Linked DNA regions of Mus musculus: regions 1, 2 and 4 are each linked to region 3. A link is a contact called in public Hi-C and promoter capture Hi-C data. All regions are on one chromosome and are shown on one strand. The core of a region is the stretch at or near the end of the contact, and the rest is flanking DNA. Distances in the headings are between cores, read along the strand shown.

Region 1 (3,334 bases), core at 33-2,532, 1.3 Mb before region 3:
AGGAAGGGGGAAATGACTAGTTTATAGGGCAAGCATATAGCTCAGTTGGTAGAAAGCTTATCTAGCACGCATGAGGTTCAGGTTTCAAGCCATAGTACTGAAAAAAATATAAATTTGAACTGATTAAAACACACTAAGCTTAGTTGGACATCACAAATGTCTGTAATCCCAGCACTTGGGAGGCAGGTTTGAGGACCAGGAGTCCAAGGTCATCTTCCAGGCATAAGCAGTTTTGCTGATGGTCTAACCTATGAGAAATACTGGTCTCAAAGCAACAATGGGGAAAAAAAAAGACTAATTTCCCGGTACAATTTGGTTTAGGGTGAGGTTAAAATTGAGAAAGAGGAGGCTCGAGCTTGAAAGGTGCTTTCATAAGATCCACTGATCGATTTGGCTCTCTCAAATTTACTCTGTAGTGTACCGGAAACGAAAGGGGTTAAACTTTTGCAGATGAATCTAAAAATCAAGAGTTGGGGTTTAGGAGTCTCTGCGTATGGATGGGGGCGGGGGTCACGAAGAGGTAAAAGGGGAAGATCTGGATGGGAAGAATTACTAGAGTGCAAAAAGGAAAGGGGGAGAAGAAAGAAGGTGCAGGGAAGCTGGTCTTCAGAAAAATCAGGGGGCAGTGGGTGAAAACAGGGAGGAGCTGGGAAGAGCCTTGGTCAAAGGAAGATGGGGGAGGGGGCAGCCCGCAGCTCAGGCTTGCACGAGGGACCAGGAGGAACCCTGCAGGAGTGCAACCTGGCGTCCTCTTGCCCCGCCTGGCAGTGGGAAGTCCACCCCTGTTCTGGGAAGAGCTCCTTTACCTGTTGGTGTGAAACCGGTGGAGCGGATCCGTGCGATGGCAGGAGGAGAGCTGGCAGCCGAAGTCGCTGATGTCCAGGCAGCCAGGTTCCTCGCTGGGGCAGGTGCCCACCCCGCGAGGAGCTCCTAGGAAAGGGAAGGGCTCCTCTGGGGTTAAAAACTTCTCATAGGAAGTGGTGGCCGACGCCTCGTCGGACATGGTGGGAGATGGGCCGGCTTGGTCTCACTGGCTGCAGATGGGCTACTCTGGCACTCGCCCCTTCCCCCACGCTAACCTGGCCGCGGTGGCCTCCGCCCCCGAGTGTGCCCACCGCAGCCGCCCGAGGAGGGGAGGGCTCTGCACAAAGGTTGCTGCGAGGCCGCAGCAGCCCACCGGCCACACAGTCCGCTCCTCTGAAACCTCAGAAGCCGCCGCCACCGCCGCCAAGCCCGACGAGTCACTGCGGCGCCGCCGCCCGGCCCGGCCGCCCCGCCCACTGCGCTCGCTGCTCGCTGCCCGCTGCGGCTTCGGTCCGCCCCGTGGCCGCTGCCAGCTCCTGGGCTACCCGGAGCCGCTGCCCTTGCCCCCTGCCGGAGTGGAGGAGGAACTGAATGTCAGTGTCTTAAGCCCAGGGCGACCCAACCGGCCCGGTGCTCTACGCGGTCCCCAATTCTGGGATGCTTGAAGGGCCCACATCTCAGCCAAGCCCGCCCCCCTCGCCCCTCCTCCTCCTCCTCCTCTTTCTCCTCGTGCTTCCCACTCGCACTCCACGGCCAAACAGCAACAGTAGCCCTTAGGACTAGGGACTTAGCCAAGGTCATACTGAGGGAATATATGAAAAACGAGTCCCAGGTGCCCTTGAACACGTGGGACCACCCTGTCTCGATTCTACTTGTACTGGGCTCCTGCAGTAGGTGTGCCCAGCCAAAGCAATGAGCTGTAAGAGAAATGGACCATAGAGTGAGGAAGGAGAAAAAAAATGCCGCCTCACTTGTAAGTGGCCTCGCTTCAAAAACCCTGATAAAGCGGCTAGGCTGCTCAGAGATGCTGGGACTGTAATGTTCTTTTGTGTTCTGAGCTTTCTTTCCCTCGTAGTGTTTGGAATGTCCTGCCATTCTCCTCTGCTAATCCTTAAATCCCCAGCTCAAGCGCTAGCTTCTTGGTGAAGCCTTCCCTATCTCCCAAAGGAGACTTAGGCACTACCGCTGTTAGGTCCTGCAACCCTGCTTCCGTCGATATTATGGAGCTTAACTTGTTTGACTTAAATCAACTTACGAGGTATCACATGGTGCTCTTTGCTCCTGGCACTTCACTTCTGTGTTCTAGACAAGCGATTTTAAATCTTGGAGGCCTGGTTTTGTTTTAATATTCAGCTTTTTTAAAAGCCTGGGAAAAATCTCTGGAATAATTCTGATTGATCTTGAGTGAAGGATCCCAAATTCCTTATATAAAATATATAAATATATAACTTACATATAACCTACACACATTCTTCAAAATACTTTAAATCATCTCTAGGGTGCATAAATGCTATGAAAAGTTATGGTAATTTGTTTGAAGAATAACAAAAATCTGCATTTTAAAATACATGGGTATGATGGGACTTGAACCTAGGCCCTTGGGCATGCCTGTAGGACTGTTCAACCACATAGCTACACACTCAGCCCTTTCTCTCATGAGGATTTCCCCCACTCCCACCAACATGATTTTGTCTAAGGATGTGGATTCTAGAGATAGAGATAGCCACCTCTCCATTGTAGATGCAGGTATTTAGATACCTACCAGATGTGGCTCTTTTATTTAGATTGTTTTTTTTTTAAAGTATTGCACTGAGAACGTGGCTTTCAAAGTTATCATTCCTTAAGATGTAATTGGGTTGACCAATTAAAGCACTATACAAATGATGTTTTGCATCATAGTCCCCAGTGTACAAATCCACAGAAGTCTATCTGGGATTAGTGAGGTTAAATGAGCCATAGCTTATACAAAGGAAGGTGTGATGGTGTGAATATATTTGGCCCAGAGAGTGGCACTATTTGGAGCTGTGGCCTTGTTAGAGCAAGTGTGGCCTTCCTGGAGTAGGTGTGTCACTGTGGGTGTGGGCTTTAAAACCCTCATCCTAGCTACCTGGAAAGTCAGTCTTCCACTAGCAGCCTTCAGATGAAGATGTAGAACTCTCAGCTCCTCCTGTACCATGCCTGCCTGGATGCTGTCATGCTCCTGCCTTGATGATAATGGACTGAACCTCTGAATCTGTAAGTCAGCCCCAAGTAAATGTTGTCCTTATAAGAGATGCCTTCGTCATGGTGTCTGTTCACAGCAGTAAAACCCTTACTGAGACAGAAGGCTTGCAGTATATTTGAAAATAAGTGGTGATAAAGTAGAGTCCTCGCACGATCCTGTAGGTAGTATTCCAAGACTCAAGAGCATATGCTGGCAAATAACTAGTATGTTTACATTTCTCAGGGAAGTTTTATTTCAGCAAATATCATGAGCCATATTAATTTTTAAAAGAATCCTGTACTCGGTTTGTAAATTTACTTTCATATT
Region 2 (3,318 bases), core at 397-2,896, 1.0 Mb before region 3:
TTCCCAGCATCCATGTCAGGTGTCTCAGAACAGCCAGGAATTCCAGCTCCGGAGGACCCAGTGCCTCTGACTTCTGAACACATGTCACATACACACATGTAGATGTATGCCTAATTAAAAACAGTAAAATTTAAAAAAATTAAAAATCCTTCACCCGTGTGTACAAATACATATAATTAGTAACTAAAACCTATTTTTTTTTGGCTGATTATAGTGTAGTAGAATTTTGTTAAGAAAAAAGAAATACCTATGGGAAGGATTTAAAACAACATCTGAAATAGAGAAAATATTAAAAATTGATGGTCTGACTCGGGAGATGTAGGGGGTCTGCTGCTCAAGCATGAGGGCCTAAGTTCAGTTCCCCAGCACGTATATAAAAGCCGAACATGGGGCACCTATCTATAACCCCCGTATTTTAAGGGGGACTGTTGGTAGAAATGGGCAGATCCTGGGAGCTCACTGACAAGCCAGTATAGCCCATGTAGTAAACTCTGAGTTCAGTGAGATCCTTCCATAGAAAATAGGGTGAACCGCAACAGAGGGAAAAGACCTAAATGAAGGTGAACTTTAGCCGCGAAATGCACAGGTCACACAGGTACATCGAGAAAAAAAAAAACCCTCAAGGCGACATCATTATGCGCTGTGAAACCTAAGTGAAATGCTTTCCTACTTACTATCGACTTTAAAAGACACAACCACGTTTTTTTTTTTTTCGGAATTGTAACGAGAATAGTAGGGGAGAAAATGCCCTTTGTCTTCGAAAAACAGCTTAGTCAGGAACTCCACTACCCCCAAGGCTGTACCTGATAACCAGCCCCCAATGACATCAGTCGCTAAGATAACCAGACACGGGACAAGAATCCCATGACGCCCGCTGGACTGTGAGTATATAAGGAGGGAGATAGAAAGCATCGGTCTTTCGCTGCACACCTGGAGAGACACCTTGAGCCGCCCTTGTGGCTGGAGAGTCTCCCTAGGCGCCTGCATCGGAGACTAGGCCTGATCTTCAGGTAAGGTCCGTCACACAGGTGAGCTCCCTCAGGGGGGAACAGGCTTAAAACTGTAGTTAGGAACTAAGAGTTTTAACTGTGTGATGACTCTCACCGTGATAAAATATAACTTTTGGTATATTAAGTACCTACCTTCTCACTCCGGACAGCACAGAACCACTACATAAACCTGAGGGGCCAACACACGTACCTGATAAAAATTTCAAGAGGGGAAAAAAGTGAGCAAAAAGAATATTCTTTCATTGGTTTATTTATGTAGTGACGGGGCCTCAATATGTAATCTAAGCTGGCCTTTAATTTGCGGCCCTTCTTCCTCCCAAGCGCTGATACTGCGGCTGCGCCACAGCTCACGAAGGGTTTTAGCATCAGAATTTAGGCCCATTTATCAATCCTGAGAAAAAACAAAAGATGTGCCAGAACAGGTGACTTTTTTTTTTTTTTTTTTTTTTGCTTAAGGAAATTAACCAGAATTTTCGGATATATAATTCCTTGCCTAGTACTGTTACTTCACAGAACTTGATCTTATTCATCTTTAGGAATTTAAGATATATATATGAGTCAGCCAGAGATTAGGGAGCCCATAAAATAAGAAGTGGGTGGAGCAAAAAAATCAATCTCACAATCCCTGGGAACCAAGCAGTAACTCCTTTGGCTGGGATTTGGTGACATCTAGCGGCAGATTCAAGAGGTTTACTGCTCAGCCAGTGAACTTTCTGGAAAATTGGCCGAATGTGTATTTGATCACTCCGCTTGGAGATTAGGAAAAAAGGTAGGTGAGGCTCACCACCCACAGGAAACTGGAGTTGTCTCTATCACTGGGGAATTTAGTTGCCTATGTTTTCATTAAAATTTTGTGTGCCAATTTAGCGATAAACCTGGTGAGGGGGCATAAGGGAGATTCGCAGTAAATTTGGTGAAGGGCAAAGGGGAGGCCTTGGGGACAGAGAGGAGGGGGTGTACAACTGGAAACTTGAAAGAAACGCCCTTTTACGTTACTAATATAGTTCTGAATCTTAACCATGGAAGAAGTTTATTTTGGTGGACTATAATGTGGGAATAATGATCATCTCTAGGGTCTAAAATTAAATCGGACTGGGTGGAGTGGCGCATGCTTTTAATCCCAGCGCTCGAAGGCCGTGAAGGGACAGGTGGATCTCCGAGTTCCAGGCCAGCCAGGGCTACCTAGTTACAACAGGCCTCAAAAACAAACAAAAAAACGAAAAAAGGCAAAGAAAAGAAAGGAATTTGATTAAATCGGCAGGCCTTTTCTTACAGAAGCCCTTTCCTTTAGATACTAGCACTGTCCTAGTTATTCTCAGTTTTATTAATGCAGTTTGCAAACATAAAAAAGGCAGAAAAATCCACCAAAATGAGGGACCTCGCCTACGCTCACGCGCGCGCGCGCACACACACACACACACACACACACACACACACTCACACACGGCCCCTCCCGTCCCCACCAGGGCAGCACGCCTGCGCACACCCATCATCGCCAGCGCCACGAGGGCGGCTGTGCGCCCACACCCACACTCCACAGCCACGCGAGCCTGCCTGCGCCCGCGTGCGCGCAGACACCCCGTTTCTCCAAAGCATCCAGGCATCCGCCCAGTGGCACTCACCACCCTCACACGCCTCACACCTCAAAACCTTCACCATTCCTTTGCCTTTGGTTTTTTTGGGGGGGCGTTGGTGTTTTTTTTTCCTCTCTCCCCAGGTCCGCGAGTTGCGCAACAGGCTCGGGGGCGTGGCCCCGGGTCTGCCCTCGCTCTTCCCACTCGCGGGAACCTTAGCTCATTTCCGCCTAGCCTGTTTCCGCCAGCCACGTCGGCACTTCCTTTCCCAGCGGGGCGGGGGCGGGGGAGGGGAGCGGACCCACAAACCCATAATGCCTCCCTGCAGGAGAGAAGGCGAGCGCGAGGGGGGGAAAAAAAAAACCCACGGTCAGGGGAACTCTGGGTCGTGAAGACGGGCCACGTGAACGCGCTGCCCTATAGACTTCTGACCCAACGGCTGGAGCGCACTTGGAGGGCGGGCTAAGATCCTAAAAGAACCATCGCCATTGGCGGGAGCCCTCACTGAAGAAGGATGCTAATTGGTTTGCAGTCGGCCCTAAGCATGAAGAAGCAGGTTGCTAGCACCCGCCTTTACTGCGGCTGAGTGTCACTGCTGACGTGGGGGCGGCTGTCCAATCATCTGGGTATGGAACATTCTAAAACTCAGACAAGACGGCTAGGATTGGCTGATGGGCTAAGCCCGCCTCCAGGGTGACGTGTCTGCCTATGGATATCAGTTGCCAGAGAAACCT
Region 3 (3,238 bases), core at 532-3,031:
AACTCAGCTCTTGGGATACAGACCTTGGTTCCTGGCCCTTATTCTTGCCTTCTCAGAGAAGCTTGTCTAGCTTTTCCCTTCCTGGTCTTCCTCTCCTTCCATTAACCAGCTTCAAAGCTGTTCCTCCTCCTCTTCCTCCTCCTCCCTTGGGGCCCTCCATTGTCTTCTTGAGTGACTGTTTCGGTAATCCCTTAGTTGAAAAATCGGTTGATAATGAAGTGTTAGAGCAGGACAGGAAAGAGGGGATTAAAGGAAGATGTTCCCATCCTGCATCTATCTCTAGAGTTAGACCAAGACTCCTAAGTGAATCCACAGACCAGCTAGAGGTCATCGAGAAACTGACAAAACAGAAGGGTGTGACATTCTAGTCTCAGTGATCCTTGTCTGTCTTCACACTAATCCTCGAATCTGGACAATTGCCTTCTCATTATCTCCTAGCTTCACATTCAGTTATTTTACAAACATTCACAACAGCCAAGTTATACAACCCTCCGGATGTGTCTATCAATGGAAATCCACAAACATGAGAACAGCACTACTGAGTATAATTTAGGAAACAGTAATTACGGAATAAATGCTTGCTGGATACAGATACTTGTTTGGTAAAGAATTCTCTGATTCCCTTTCTTTTTGTCATCCCCCCATGACACCCCCAAATCTCCACGTTCCTCTGCTATATTCTTAAAGCCTGATCATTTCCATGAAGGGACAACTAAATCATCTCTGCACAGTTGGTCGTACTGGTAGCAGTAGGGATGAAACGCCTGACAATAACAGGAAGCTGGGGAAATAATGAAAAGTATCATTTTCAATTTTCTTACACATTCTTATGATTATCCCCCACCCACCCACACAAACCTATCACATTCTGCAACATAGTTGGGGTAACGCGGAGGGCATTTCTGGAAGGCTGGAAAAGAGGAGATGTAGAAATTATTCTAGAACCCTACCTAGTCTTGCAGCTTTCTCCCACAGTACAGAAATCAGGTCAGTTTTGTTTATCTTCTCCCCTCCCCTTTTGATCTGCCGCCCTGAAACGTGGAGAAATGCAAACTTGGCACAAAATCTATCCACACAAATGAATGTGTGATAGCCCCAAATCAAATGAAATCGCACTGAGTAAGATATGGTTAATTAATGGTCAGATAAGAATGTGCAATCTTCGAATACACCCAACACAAGATTTAATGTTCCCACATCTATAACCCCTTTGTGTATCTCCTTCCTGATTCTCAAGGCTCCTCAGACAACTGCGTTCATCAGTGGTGGTAGTCCTTTCTCTGACAAGTACGCCATCTCCCCAGTAGATGATGCCATTGCATCCATCTCCCTTCCCAAACGTGATGAAGCGAGTTTCTGGAAACGTAGATAGCTTTTTCTCATCCTCCCTAGTCTGTCTTCCCAACACTCGCCCCCTAAAATCAGGTCACCAATCCCGCACCAATCATGGAACCCGCAACCACAACCCCAAGCAATGCCCTCCTTCTTACTGACCTGTTCTGCTTGAATCCAAGGCAGTTTTCTTAGGTGCGTTCTCTCCGGCGGCGCCTTCCCACACAGAAAGGAGGCAGGCAAACGCCGTCGGCAGTCCGCCGCAGGGAGCAGAGGCAATGGCGGCGACTGTAATTTAGGGGCTTGCCGGGAGCTTGGGATGTAGGACAAGATGAAGGGCCATGACTAGCAAATTACTGTCACCTTTCGGTACCCACTCCTCTCTCCGGTCCCTCACGAAGCGACTACATAGCTACCTACATCCGCCGGGACGCACTAGGCGCGGCTACGTCATTACGGAGGCCCGCAGAGGGAGGAGCTAGAGTTATTTAAGGAGTTCCGGCTTAGGGAAGCGGAGTGATACTACTGTGGCGCACACTGCGACACTTAGGTTCTGATCCCGAACTAGGGAAAACCGCGCCAAGCACCCGCAAGCAGGCGATTACCAAATGTCGGTTTTAGCTTCCTTCTTAGACATGTCTTTCCATTTCGAAATGCATGCGGTTTTCACGCTGTGGCGTCAGAAGAAAAAGCGGCCGCCTTACCGGGCGGAAGGATAGCAAAGAATTCTAGTGTTTTTACACGTTCCTCACTAAACCCACCGCCCACTGAAGTGAGCTGGTTAGGTAGGGGAGGGGCTCAAGGTAGAAACGATGCTGGGGGTGGGGCGGTTCTCAACGCTGAAATTACAAATAAAAATTCTCATTTATTCCAACAAATTCTAAACTGTTCCTTCTACAAGCAAAATCCGCCAGTGATGCACCTGTAAGGGCTTGTTTGCATAAAATTCTTGCTGCAGCGGCAGAACCTATGGAAAACTGCTCTGCTGCCAGACCGTTTTTGTTTTGTTTTGTTTTGTTTTTCAATCTCCCTTTTTATGTTTCCTGTTGCCACCCCTTGAAATCTTTTGCTCTTATTGTCCGGCATGTTTCTTGTTTTGAAATAGTTTTAGATAACATGAAGTAAGGATAGAGGAAAAACAGGGAGAAAAAGAACTGTGCAGACGAGTTCTACTCCAGGATGACCTCACTACCATAAGGTGCAGTGGCTTGGATTTAATCTAGGCACTGGGAAAACAAGAATCTTCTTACTGACAAGACATAATACCAAAGTATCTTTGTACCCGTGGACCAACACCAGTCCCTGCTCTGTGGATTTCTCCGGGCTTGTTCCCTCACGTTTCTTGCCCCCTAAATCTCTGACTATATAAGTCCTTGCATCTTGAATGCTGGGCCTCATGTTTGTATTATCTATTTGAACATAAATTTAATTAAAATAAGCCTTAGAATCAGAAAGTGTTTCTAACATGTATACCACTTAGAAATGTCCCAGCCCATCAGTCCTGTATGCCTCAACTCTAAGCTGAGCTATGACATTAGTAGATTATGATGAGAGACATTTTTCCTGTTTCAGGGATGTTTGTAATTTTGAAATTGCCTTAATAAAAGTGCATGGTTTCCCCTCAGTCCCAGTCTACATTATCAGAAAACCTGATAATGTCATGAGGCAGGAGGTTAACTTTTGGAAGGAATAACCAGCCTATAAGGAACAATACTAGGTGGTGATGGTCAGTCCAGACAGACCATCTTCATGACCCAGGACACAAGATGAAAATAGTTTTGGTGGGAGGCTCAATAAAACATAATTGTAAAAAATAGGTGGTAGTGGTCCCTCCAGATGGGCCAGCCCAGGGCCCTAAAAACAGTTAAAGAGAGAGAGATAGAGAGAGGGAGAGAGAAGAGAAGAG
Region 4 (3,139 bases), core at 598-3,097, 1.3 Mb before region 3:
AGCTTCATTGCCCGCAAAAATTCTGCGACATTTAGATTGGGATTGTCAGCCTGGAACAAACGCATGGCCTCCCGGGCAGGGCCCCTAAGGGTTCTCATCAGGCGCTTGATCTTTTCTTCTTCAGACATAGGCCAATCTGGCAGGACCTCATGGACTTGGCTTAGCCAGTTTTCAAAGGTTTCTTCCCCGGGTCCTAGCTCTGCCCTCCCAGAGAACGACTGTATGTTTCTCTCTGCAATGTTGGCAATCAAAGGACCAAGGCTCCTCCCCAGGGCCCTCAGCATGGAATGGGCAAAAGGCATAAAAGCTGCATTCTGCCGGCGACTGTTACCCATCCTAGCAAGGAGGCTAGCCATGCCTGACAACAATTGGATATCTGAATACAAGACGCCTGGACTTTCTGCAAACAAAAGCAGTCCAATCTGCAGAAACCTCCAAAGGAACGTTCCCCAGCAGTCTCTTCCTTGTGTTTGGGTAGAAACTGTAAAACAAAACAAGACAAAACAAAAATTCAATAACGCAATAGACTTGGGAACAAGCCTCTAATCACATTTTCTACCATCTTGAATATTTGCCCACTGCCCTAAAACTACTCAGCAGGAAACTGCCATTTCCCAACCTTGAGGAGCAATAATTTTTGTGTGCTAGTGGGGCCTTTGTCAGTCACATCTCCTCCCTCTCTACTGCGCCCCACCCACCCCACTGCCTGTTCTCTAGGAGAGGCAACAACTGTTGCTTGGAATTCTAGCTACAACAACCTTTGGAGCCCCTACTAGGCTCTCAAATAAAGGGCAGTAGAGTAAACCTTACAGAATTATGTTAATAAGTAAGGCCTTAAATCTATTAGGTAGCAAGTTCCTCCCCCCCCCCGCCCTCTGCCCCCTCCCGCCCTCTGCCCCCTCCCCCTTTTCTAGGATTCTTACCAGAGCTCAGAAACTGGCTTCCACCTTTATTTCAAGCCTACTCTCTGCAACAGGTGCTTTCCGCAATAGCTCTTGTCCGGGTAGGATTGATCTCTGACCGCAGGCTCTCCGATCCAGGTGCCCTGGGCCTCTAGTCTAAACTGCGCCACAGCAAAAGGAAGGGAGGAGAAGGGTCTGAGACGTCAGCAGTCTCATCATTTCTTCACAGGCGCCATTGTCGCCAGGAGGAAAAACCCTACCTTCAGAATAAAAGCCAATGGGGACCACCCCTCCCCCAATCCATTTCACCCGGGGAAAACAGCGGCCTACCAGCTCTGCAATCAGTCACACAGAATTCACGTTTGAAATCGGCTTTGATGAGCTGCTATGGAGAAAAAGAAGAGAAATTGCAATACCCTCCCACCTCCGTATTTCTATTCCCGAAGAGATGAGAGAAAGGACAAACGGATTGTGAATCATTCTCATTGTCTTTTGCTACCTTTCTGGAAGAAAAAAAGTCCCCTCTCCAATCTAGGCAAATCCTAGGTAGGAAACTCACCTCATACCACCATATAGCCCAACCACTAGGGTGTTCACTTCCTTGCCTCGAAGCTGCCAATTCGGAAGCTCAAAATATTAAGGTTTCATCCTCCCATCTCCGCATTATGCAGTTGCACCTCCCTTTACCTTCGTAGATGAGCAGAGGATGCTCAGGGTCTGCTGCGAAGAGCTGTCTCACCTCGTAGGCCTTGCAGAGGAAAGGATGGCGCCTCAGCCTCAGAGCTGTCTGGGTTAGGCTCTCTGCAGGGTCGCCCAGCCAGGGGTAGCAGAGTCGCAGCCGCGGTTTCCAAGGCAGCTATAGCTGCCCCCGCCCTCAATTTCAGCCTGCAGAGCAGCAGCGGCGGCTTTTAGTCTCTGCCCATTGAGACAAAAGAGAGTGACGAAGGTAGTGGCGTGGCCAATCAGCTGTTCGCAGGGGCGGCCTCCCTGCAAAGCCTGGGCCAGGATGCTAATGCCTGCCAGAGGGGGGAACCTGCTAGAGGGGGCTGCGGCAGACTGGCGCGGGAGCGGGCGCGGCGTCAAGTGCAGCTTGGACTCACGGACCTGGCCCATTTACATTTCATTCGTGAGTTTGCAGCTTCCCCTCTCTTCCCTTCTTCCTATCGCCTTCTGCTTTGGCTCCCCTCCGATGCTTTGCGACCAGATGCCTTAAACACGAGGTGGGACCGAAACCAAGTGAACAATGAGAGTTCTTCACCTTTGTATAGGGGGGAAGGGGATAGCATTTGCTGAGCTCTTTCCGTGTGTCCTGTGCGCGTGCACGGACATCTCACGTATTCTTCTCATCAGTCTTGCGCTAAAACGTAGCAGTGCACCCATTTAACAGAGAGGAGGATGTAAGCACCTAGGCAGTATGGGTAGGAAGCACAGAATTAACAGTTCTCACCCCAGCCCTGGCATCTAGCCTCAAGGGTTACACCCTTTAAACACCCCCTTTCTAGTGTCAGATTAAGGCTTAGTGGAGAGAAGCCAAAATGAGGATGAAAGGACCAGTATAGGGCTACATAAAAATAATGACCAAAAACTGGTATCAACTCACAGATGAGAAAACTGAGCCACCAGGAGCTTAGGCTTCCTGTCCTGTATCGCAGCAAAGCAGCTAATAACGTCCGATTTTGCACCTCGGTCAGCTGTTCTGTTGATGCCAGCGCTTTCCTCTGTGTCGATGCCAACACTGCCCTGTGCTGGGCTACCCAGAGAGAGCATTTTCACTCGTCCATACATAGCCACAAACTATCTCAGCAGCTTTGCTCATAAAATGGTTGTGTTGATGAGAGGAGTGGGGAAGAGATGGGAAAGAAGAGAATGGAATCCTTTATGATATGCATTCTACCAAGGAGGAAACTGAGACACGTTTCTGCTCCCGATTTTACACGAAAACAAACCACCTGTTTATAAAAATAGCAGCATTTCTGTATGACCCCCCCCCCCCAAAGGAAATCGGACTTAGAGATGACTTGCCTAAAATTGCGAAGAAGCCAGAGCTCTCAATCTAGAATTCGTGCTACAAACTAAAGTATGGGCACCCAGCAAGCTACCACGCAATCATTGCTGAGGGCTTGTTGGAAATCACGTTCCTTGGGCTCCAGCTCTGGAGATTTGGCTTTGCTTCAGATTGGGGATGAGCAATGTCATTTGCATTTTACCTGTTGCTATAATTGATTCTGGGTTATAAA

Evidence for each region. Promoter capture Hi-C pulls out the DNA fragments that hold promoters and counts their contacts. Hi-C and Micro-C count contacts between places; a contact is called where the count stands out from the background.
Region 1: a promoter capture Hi-C map of erythroid cells shows a contact between it and region 3, with 5 times the contacts expected there. The contact joins the promoter of Fam199x here to the promoter of Gprasp1 in region 3. A contact is called at or near these places in 4 of 39 promoter capture datasets (cranial neural crest, erythroid cells, liver and 1 more).
Region 2: a contact with region 3 is called in a Hi-C map of CD8 T cells, with 6 times the contacts expected there. The contact joins the promoter of BC065397 here to the promoter of Gprasp1 in region 3. A contact is called at or near these places in 3 of 39 promoter capture datasets (the C10 cell line, erythroid cells and liver) and 2 of 484 Hi-C or Micro-C datasets (CD8 T cells and uterus).
Region 4: a contact with region 3 is called in a promoter capture Hi-C map of pre-B cells, with 5 times the contacts expected there. The contact joins the promoter of Zcchc18 here to the promoter of Gprasp1 in region 3.

What each region holds. Positions count from the first base shown.
Region 1 is chrX:137,047,542-137,050,875 of GRCm38.p6, reverse strand. Fam199x (family with sequence similarity 199, X-linked) reads right to left here and starts at 1,282. Exons shown (of 6, transcript NM_146261.2): 1 at 807-1,282. The coding sequence starts at 1,003.
Region 2 is chrX:136,741,285-136,744,602 of GRCm38.p6, reverse strand. BC065397 (cDNA sequence BC065397) reads right to left here and starts at 1,646. Exons shown (of 10, transcript NR_033324.1): 1 at 1-1,646. It overlaps Morf4l2 (mortality factor 4 like 2), which reads left to right and starts at 3,251. Exons shown (of 4, transcript NM_001168226.1): 1 at 3,251-3,318.
Region 3 is chrX:135,741,235-135,744,472 of GRCm38.p6, reverse strand. It overlaps Gprasp1 (G protein-coupled receptor associated sorting protein 1), which reads right to left and starts at 1,781. Exons shown (of 11, transcript NM_026081.5): 1 at 1,495-1,781. Armcx5 (armadillo repeat containing, X-linked 5) reads right to left here and starts at 1,781. Exons shown (of 4, transcript NM_001009575.5): 1 at 1,495-1,781; 2 at 859-910.
Region 4 is chrX:136,991,855-136,994,993 of GRCm38.p6, reverse strand. Zcchc18 (zinc finger, CCHC domain containing 18) reads right to left here and starts at 1,847. Exons shown (of 4, transcript NM_025893.3): 1 at 1,642-1,847; 2 at 1,233-1,287; 3 at 924-1,063; 4 at 1-481. The coding sequence starts at 356. The region is part of intron 6 of Slc25a53 (solute carrier family 25, member 53); the gene reads left to right.